Regions from separate parts of the Mus musculus genome. Here region 2 is linked to region 1. Evidence: chromatin contacts called from public HiCAR-type data. All regions are on one chromosome and are shown on one strand. The core of a region is the stretch at or near the end of the contact, and the rest is flanking DNA. Distances in the headings are between cores, read along the strand shown. Region 1 holds the start of Ago3 (argonaute RISC catalytic subunit 3). Region 2 holds the start of Tlr12 (toll-like receptor 12).

The links. HiCAR-type assays count read pairs that join an accessible place to other places.
Region 2: a HiCAR-type map of astrocytes shows a contact between it and region 1, with 2.6 times the contacts expected there. The contact joins the promoter of Tlr12 here to the promoter of Ago3 in region 1. A contact is called at or near these places in 1 of 39 promoter capture datasets (liver) and 1 of 115 datasets of contacts at active chromatin or transcription factors (astrocytes).

The regions. Positions count from the first base shown.
Region 1 is chr4:126,428,026-126,431,214 of GRCm38.p6, forward strand. Ago3 (argonaute RISC catalytic subunit 3) reads right to left here and starts at 1,517. Exons shown (of 19, transcript NM_153402.2): 1 at 1,243-1,517. The coding sequence starts at 1,261.
Region 2 is chr4:128,616,852-128,620,040 of GRCm38.p6, forward strand. Tlr12 (toll-like receptor 12) reads right to left here and starts at 1,768. Exons shown (of 1, transcript NM_205823.2): 1 at 1-1,768. The coding sequence starts at 1,604.

The DNA.
Region 1 (3,189 bases), core at 267-2,766:
TTATAAAGTAAAAGCAGTACAGACAGAATGTAAACTTTTAAAGCATAGAAAATACAGTCTGGAAACACACATATTGATAATAAGAGTCCAAAACTTCACAGCCTAGACATATTTCACTGTTAAGAAAATATGAGAAAAAAAATGGAACATAGAAAGGGAAAAAATGGTAGACACTGAGTAGAAAGAAATTCCACATAATAAAGGAAATGCCTTTTTGTATCCCTTCGACAATTATGCCCTGAACTGATTTGAAGGCCTTCTATGTTGCTAGTTTTAGTTTTGGGTTTTTTTTTTTCTCTTATATTTGGGGACCTTTCAAATTGGCAAGATGAGATATGAAATTCAGTGACTTGCTAGGACATAATAACAAGGCAATCCCCCAAATATATGAAAACAATATATTACTGATCTTGTGGATGGAGAGAACTTTCAAACTGGAGAACAGGGTGACTGCTGGGCCAGCAGGCCGTTATGTAACACCTATTTCATGTTACTCTATCAACTACTTTAGAATCGCTGACTACTTTTTCCTTTTTAAAGACAAGCACTATCCAGGCCGGCTTCCTTTCTCAAGACCTCTTTTTTTTTTTTTTTTTTTTTTCCTCAAGAGACAAATCCTAAATTCCAGATTTCCTGTGCAGGGAATAGAAAATAGAGGGGAAATAGTGTCAGCATCCTGAAGCTCTGCCTTCTAGTAAGCAGTGGTCCAGAGCGACAGGACATCTCCGAGCTCCTCAGAAACTACACACTCAGACACTGAGAACCAGGGGTGGGAGCAATGCCATCTTGCATCTGACGTCGCCCGAGCACCAATTAGAAACGTAATCATTGATTATCTCAGAGTATCCTCAAACTACACTAATAGGTAGATAAGGGTTATGCCTGACTTGTTCTGCATCCATGGGACACACGACCCGGTTAAAGGACAAGCGCGCCCTTTATATTTCCAACAAGAATTCCAAAAGCAAGGGCAAACTTCTCTCCATTCTCAGGGGAAAGCACTCTAGGGGGATGTCATCACCTACAGAACTCCAAACTTAAGCCCTCCTTGTAGTTTCGCCAACTCAATGACCCCAAGAGTGTAGGTCCCTGGGCTGTGGAGAGGACACCCGCATCGGGCCTGAAAGCCCGCAACTCCCTCACTATGTGCGCTGACAGCACCTGAAGTGGAAGGAACAAGGATGCTCAGGGGACAACATCGGGGTAACGACCCCACCTGCCCTGTCCCGCAGCTCGCCTCACCTGCGGAGCCGATTTCCATTCATGGAGCTGGGGGGAGTGCTTCACGAGAGAAGGGTGCCACCACAGAGGCGAGGAGCGGACGCCCTCGGAAAGCTCCGGGCACAAGAGGCACAGTCGGGAGAGACAGACAGCCTGCAGCGAGGTAAGAGCGGCGACAGTCCTGAGTGAGGACGCTGGAACCAGGTCCGGAACTTGCGTCGCCCACAGATGCTGACGCGTGCAGCTTCCCGACCCGCCAGCCGCCCCGCCGCCGCAGCCGCTCGCTTTTCCCGGTCGCCCCCGGAAGCCCGCTCGCGTCACTTCCGCTCTCCGGATCCCGCCCCGCTCTCCCTCCGGGTCGGCAGCTCGCCTGGAGCCAGAGCCTTGCGGGAGCAACAAGGTCTGGGGATCTGTGGGCGGGTGAGCCGGTGCCTGGCTGGGGCGGAGCCGCGGATGGGCGGTCGCCCTGCACCCGCTGTGCCTGACGGCGACAATCCCGAGCGAGAGGCCAGCTTTCCCCGTGCCAGCCTCCCGGGTGAGGACCGCTGCTTGAGGCGACATCGCTGCCTGCCCGCGGAGCTTACCTGAGGTACATCCTACCTGAGAGTGGCGGGTGACCAGCCAAGGGCATCCTCCCTCCCAGCTCCGTCTGCCACACCCGCTTGGAGCACGTGCACTAGGCGGTGACCACAAGTTCAATATAGTTTTTAAACGGATGAACAAGAAACGGGATGTTCCATGTATACCAGATGGAATTACGTTTATGTTTAAACAGTCTCCCAATACGTTGAGGAACCTAAACGACCTTCCGGTGTTTAAACACCTGCTAAACCTTCTCTTCCTTGGGACTCGAGACTTTTACAGCTAAATTGGTCAGCCTCCAGTTTCCCCGATCCGATCCAGTCTGGTGCTTTTCTGCTGACTTGGAACCTTTGGGAGACTAGACCCAGCTCATTATCCGGCAAATAGTCCGTCTTTTAAAAATACTTGGCTTCGTGAAACCAGATACTTCATGCAAGCTTAGCAATGATTCAGTATTTTTCCCCGTGTCCCAATGAACCAGTAATGTTTTGACATATATTTCTTTTTTAAAAAAGAGAATTGAGAAAGATTTTATTTTCACGATCCCTTCCCTCCCCGTTTTGGGTTTTTGGATTAGTCACTTTATCTTTGGACTTTAGTTTCCTCATCAGAAAAACTGAAAGGAAAACAAAAAACAAAAACCTCCCAAATGTTAGTAACAAAAATATTTACAATAGTTACAATTTTGAGGTACTTAATAAATATGCTGACTACATAATAAACATTTAATACATGGAAGTGACTCCAAGCCACATCTAGCACACCAATTCTGCCTCTCTTCCTGTTGACTGAAAAGAAATACTCTTATCACTTTTAAAATATCACATCCTCAGATGAATGAGCACATCTTAAAAGTCATGTTCAAGCTCTGATTATATACAATCCATATTGACCTAAGCCATAAGAACTAAATCTCAGACTTGTGGAAGGACCTATCCTACCCCCAATCTCTTGATTCTGGAACTAGTTCTTTGAATGAATGCAAGCTCAACTAGCTTCCAGAAAAACATGGTGTGGTGACAAACAGCATGCTTTTATTTGTTTTCAAATGTGTGTGGTGGTGTCTGGTCTCTGCACTTCTGGTGTCTTGGAGGCAAGAAGAGGGTGGCAGATTCCTGAGAACTGTTCAAACAGTTGTGAGCCATCCTGGGTGCTGGGAAGCACTTAGGTTCTCTGGAAGAACAGCCAGTGATCATAACCACTGATTCATCTTTTCGAAGGTGCTGCCTTTTTTAACACTGAAGGAAGATTTGCGTCCTTAGAGTCAGTGAAATCCAACAAATATCTGTGATGGGTTCCTATCTACTTTTGCTTTTACTGTTTTAGGGTAAACCCACATGAAAAACTCATGAATTAAAATTTAAAGTAGGGAGGCAAAAAGGTCTA
Region 2 (3,189 bases), core at 518-3,017, 2.2 Mb after region 1:
AAAAGGTTGGAGGTACCCTGGGAGCAGAAGGCATCCAAGCTGTTCTTAAGCAGGGAGAGCTTCTGGAGAGCAGGGAAGACCCCAGAAGCATTCTGGGACCCCAGCTTCAGCTTCAGTCCCCCGCCGCTTATAGTCAAGGTCTCCAAGGAAGGAAAGATCGCTGGGGACAGCGTCCAGTGCTCCGTCGTGCCTGAGGCTATATGAAGCTCTAAGCTGGTCAGATACATGGGCAGGAACAATACTGCCGGAGCAGGGAGAGCGGGAAGCTTCAGGCTCAAGGTATGCAGATTCTTTGCTCCCCAGAAGCCAGGCTCTGGGCTCATCCGTATTTGGGTATCTAGCAAGCTAAGGGTGGTCAATGCAGGCAGAGCCGCCAACCAGTTCTTACCCAGGTGAAGCAGGGGGTTTCCATCCAGCTTCAAGGTCTCTAGTTGCTGGAGCTCCTGGAATAGGTATCCCTCCAGGGAAAGCAGCTGGTTGTACCGAAGCAGCAGCTCTCGCAAGTGGGGTAAGCAGGAGAAGGCGGCTGGAGGCAGGATGCGCAACCTGTTGCCTGACAGATCCAGAGTCGTGAGTCCTGACACATCTCCCGTCTCATTCATGCACAGCACGGCGCTCTGCAGTTGGTTTCCGGACAGCTCCAGTCGCTGAAGCCTAGGCATGGCAGTCAGGAAGCCTGGTGGAAGCTTGGTTAGGCCAGTGCTTGAAAGACCCAAGGTCTTCAGGCTGTGGCAGGAAGCCAGAGCCTCCTGAGATATAGATCCTATCTTGCTTTCTTTCACAATCAAGCCCTGCAGCTCAAAGTGGGCAACAGCCTCAGCAGCCAGCTCGGCCGTGGCAGTCTGTGCATACAAGACATCGAGTTTCTGAAGTCCCAGGCCCTTCAGCCACACGGCATCCAGTGGTGTTCTTGTCAGGTCCAGAATCTCCACCTGGAGACCCTGGAGGGACCCAGGACTAGCCATCTTCAGCTTCCAGTTGGATGACAGATCCAACTTCTGCAGGGTCCACGAAACCCTGGAGGAGGAACCTTGCACCAGATCTGGGAACATACCAGCCAGCTCTCCCACGTCCTGAATGCAACTGAGCGTGACACCCAGCCATTGCAGACCGGGAGGCAGGCGGATGCCTGCCTTCTTATCCAGGCAAGGGCCAGAGATATGGAGTCTCTGGAGGGAAATCAGGTCACTGAAGGCATCAGGAGGTAGAAAGAGAGATCTCCTAAGAGGAGAGTCAAAAAAAGAGAGGCTCTGCAACTGTCCCAGACCCCGGAGAGCTCCTGGCAGAAGTTGGGTAAGGTGCAGACTCAGTGCCAGGACCTTGAGACCAGGAAAAGCAGAGAAAGCATCTGGAAGCAGAGTAGACACAGTACCACCGAGGCAGAGCCCCTCCACAGTCCGAGGTACAACTTCCAAGGTCTGTGTCAGGTTGCTCACGGAGAGGCATGCAGCAAGAAAGGATAGCTTGGAATGGCGGCAGAATGTGAAATAGCGGGAGACCAGGGGCAGTCGGGAGCCTTCGGTCACCAGGCAGTTGGAAGTGCTCCACCCAGTTACCAGAGGCAGGGAAAGGAGGAGACCTGGCAGCAGCCAGTACCTGCCCATCTCTACACCAGAGGAATCAGAGCTGAGAGGACTTTAGACTCCTATGCCTCCGGGTTACCAATACTCTCATCCACCTCAGAGTACCTGCAAGGTCCGGGAGCACCGTCAAAGGGCCACTGTGGAAGCCGGGAAGTGAGGAGGCCGACTTGGAGATACTTAGCACTGAGGCTTCGAGGGAGGGGAAATGACACCAGGGCAACGTAGGGGGATGGGGGGGTCTCACTTCCTGTTAGGAGAAAGCAAACAGAGTTTCTTTTCTTGTTGTTGCTTTCTTTTTTATGTGCAGCCCAGGCTGTCCCACGAGCTCAGTTTGTTAAGACTCCTTTTGAACTTCTGATTCTCTTACTTCCACCCCCAGGGCTGGGATGATGGCTGCGCACCACTAGAACAGTCTGCAGTGTGGTTAGACCCCTGGCTTCTGTGCCTGCTACATCCTCACCCCCAACCCCCCTCCACACACACACACACACACACACACACACACACACACACACACACACACACACACACACAAGTAGAGTCTGGTCTGGCTTTGCACAGTCCTCAAGTAAAACACCTCTTCTCTTCTGAGCCTGTGTTCTCTTCTGTCCAAGTAGACTAACTCCCGTTTGCTTGATTGCTCTGTAGGATTGCTGCAAACACAGATTTAGATCAGCTGGGGTTTTCTCCTTGTTAGTTTCATTATGACTTCCTTTCTTTACTGACCCCCCTGGAGTTCTTGGGTTAAACACAAATGGGGATGTTTTATAAGCAAAATAATATATCAACACGATGTTGTCATGGCATTTGACCTGAGAAGACTGGATGTAGGGAGGGCTCCAGCCCTGCTCTCAGACACTGGGGCAAGAAAAGAAAGGCCTTTACCTTGACCTGAACTGCCAGGACAGGGCTGGGACCTAAGTGGGAAGAGAAAGAGAAAGAAAGGAGCTTTGTGGTCACCTCAAACTATGAAGCAAAGCACTGGACACAGATCAACATCTGTTCATGATTTGAAAAACTAACAGACTCAGAGAGAAGAAAATCCTGTTAACATCAAATGACATAGCTTGCCAAGACCTATAAAAGAGTATCGTTCTCAGCACCTCTGACTTACAGCCGGGAAGGAGACAACTGCATTTCTGCTGAGTGTTAGAATGGAGGCGGGAGAATGGCCAAACTGACAGGAACGGCAAAATTAAAGGTACTAAAGGAGAAACACAACGGCCACAAGGGCAGGACGCTGGGATGCCTGCATGGGAAACCCAAGAATTTCTAAAAAGAAAAGTCAAAAAACAAAAGGATAGTTAGCAAAGATGGTTAGGTCAGGTTTCTTAAAATTTTTCTAATATGCCTGTATGTTAGTCAGTGTTAATATACAGAACAAACATGTTCGAATTAAGATGTTCCTACGAAGCCGGGCTTGGTGGCACACGCCTTTAATCCCAGCACTCGGGAGGCAGAAGCAGGTGGATTTCTGAGCTCGAGGCCAGCCTGGTCTACAAAGTGAGTTCCAGGACAGCCAGGGCTACACAAAGAAATCCTGTCTCGAAAAAACAAAACAAAAAAAAGTTCCTAAAATTTTAATATGCAAAAAGACTAAGCATGA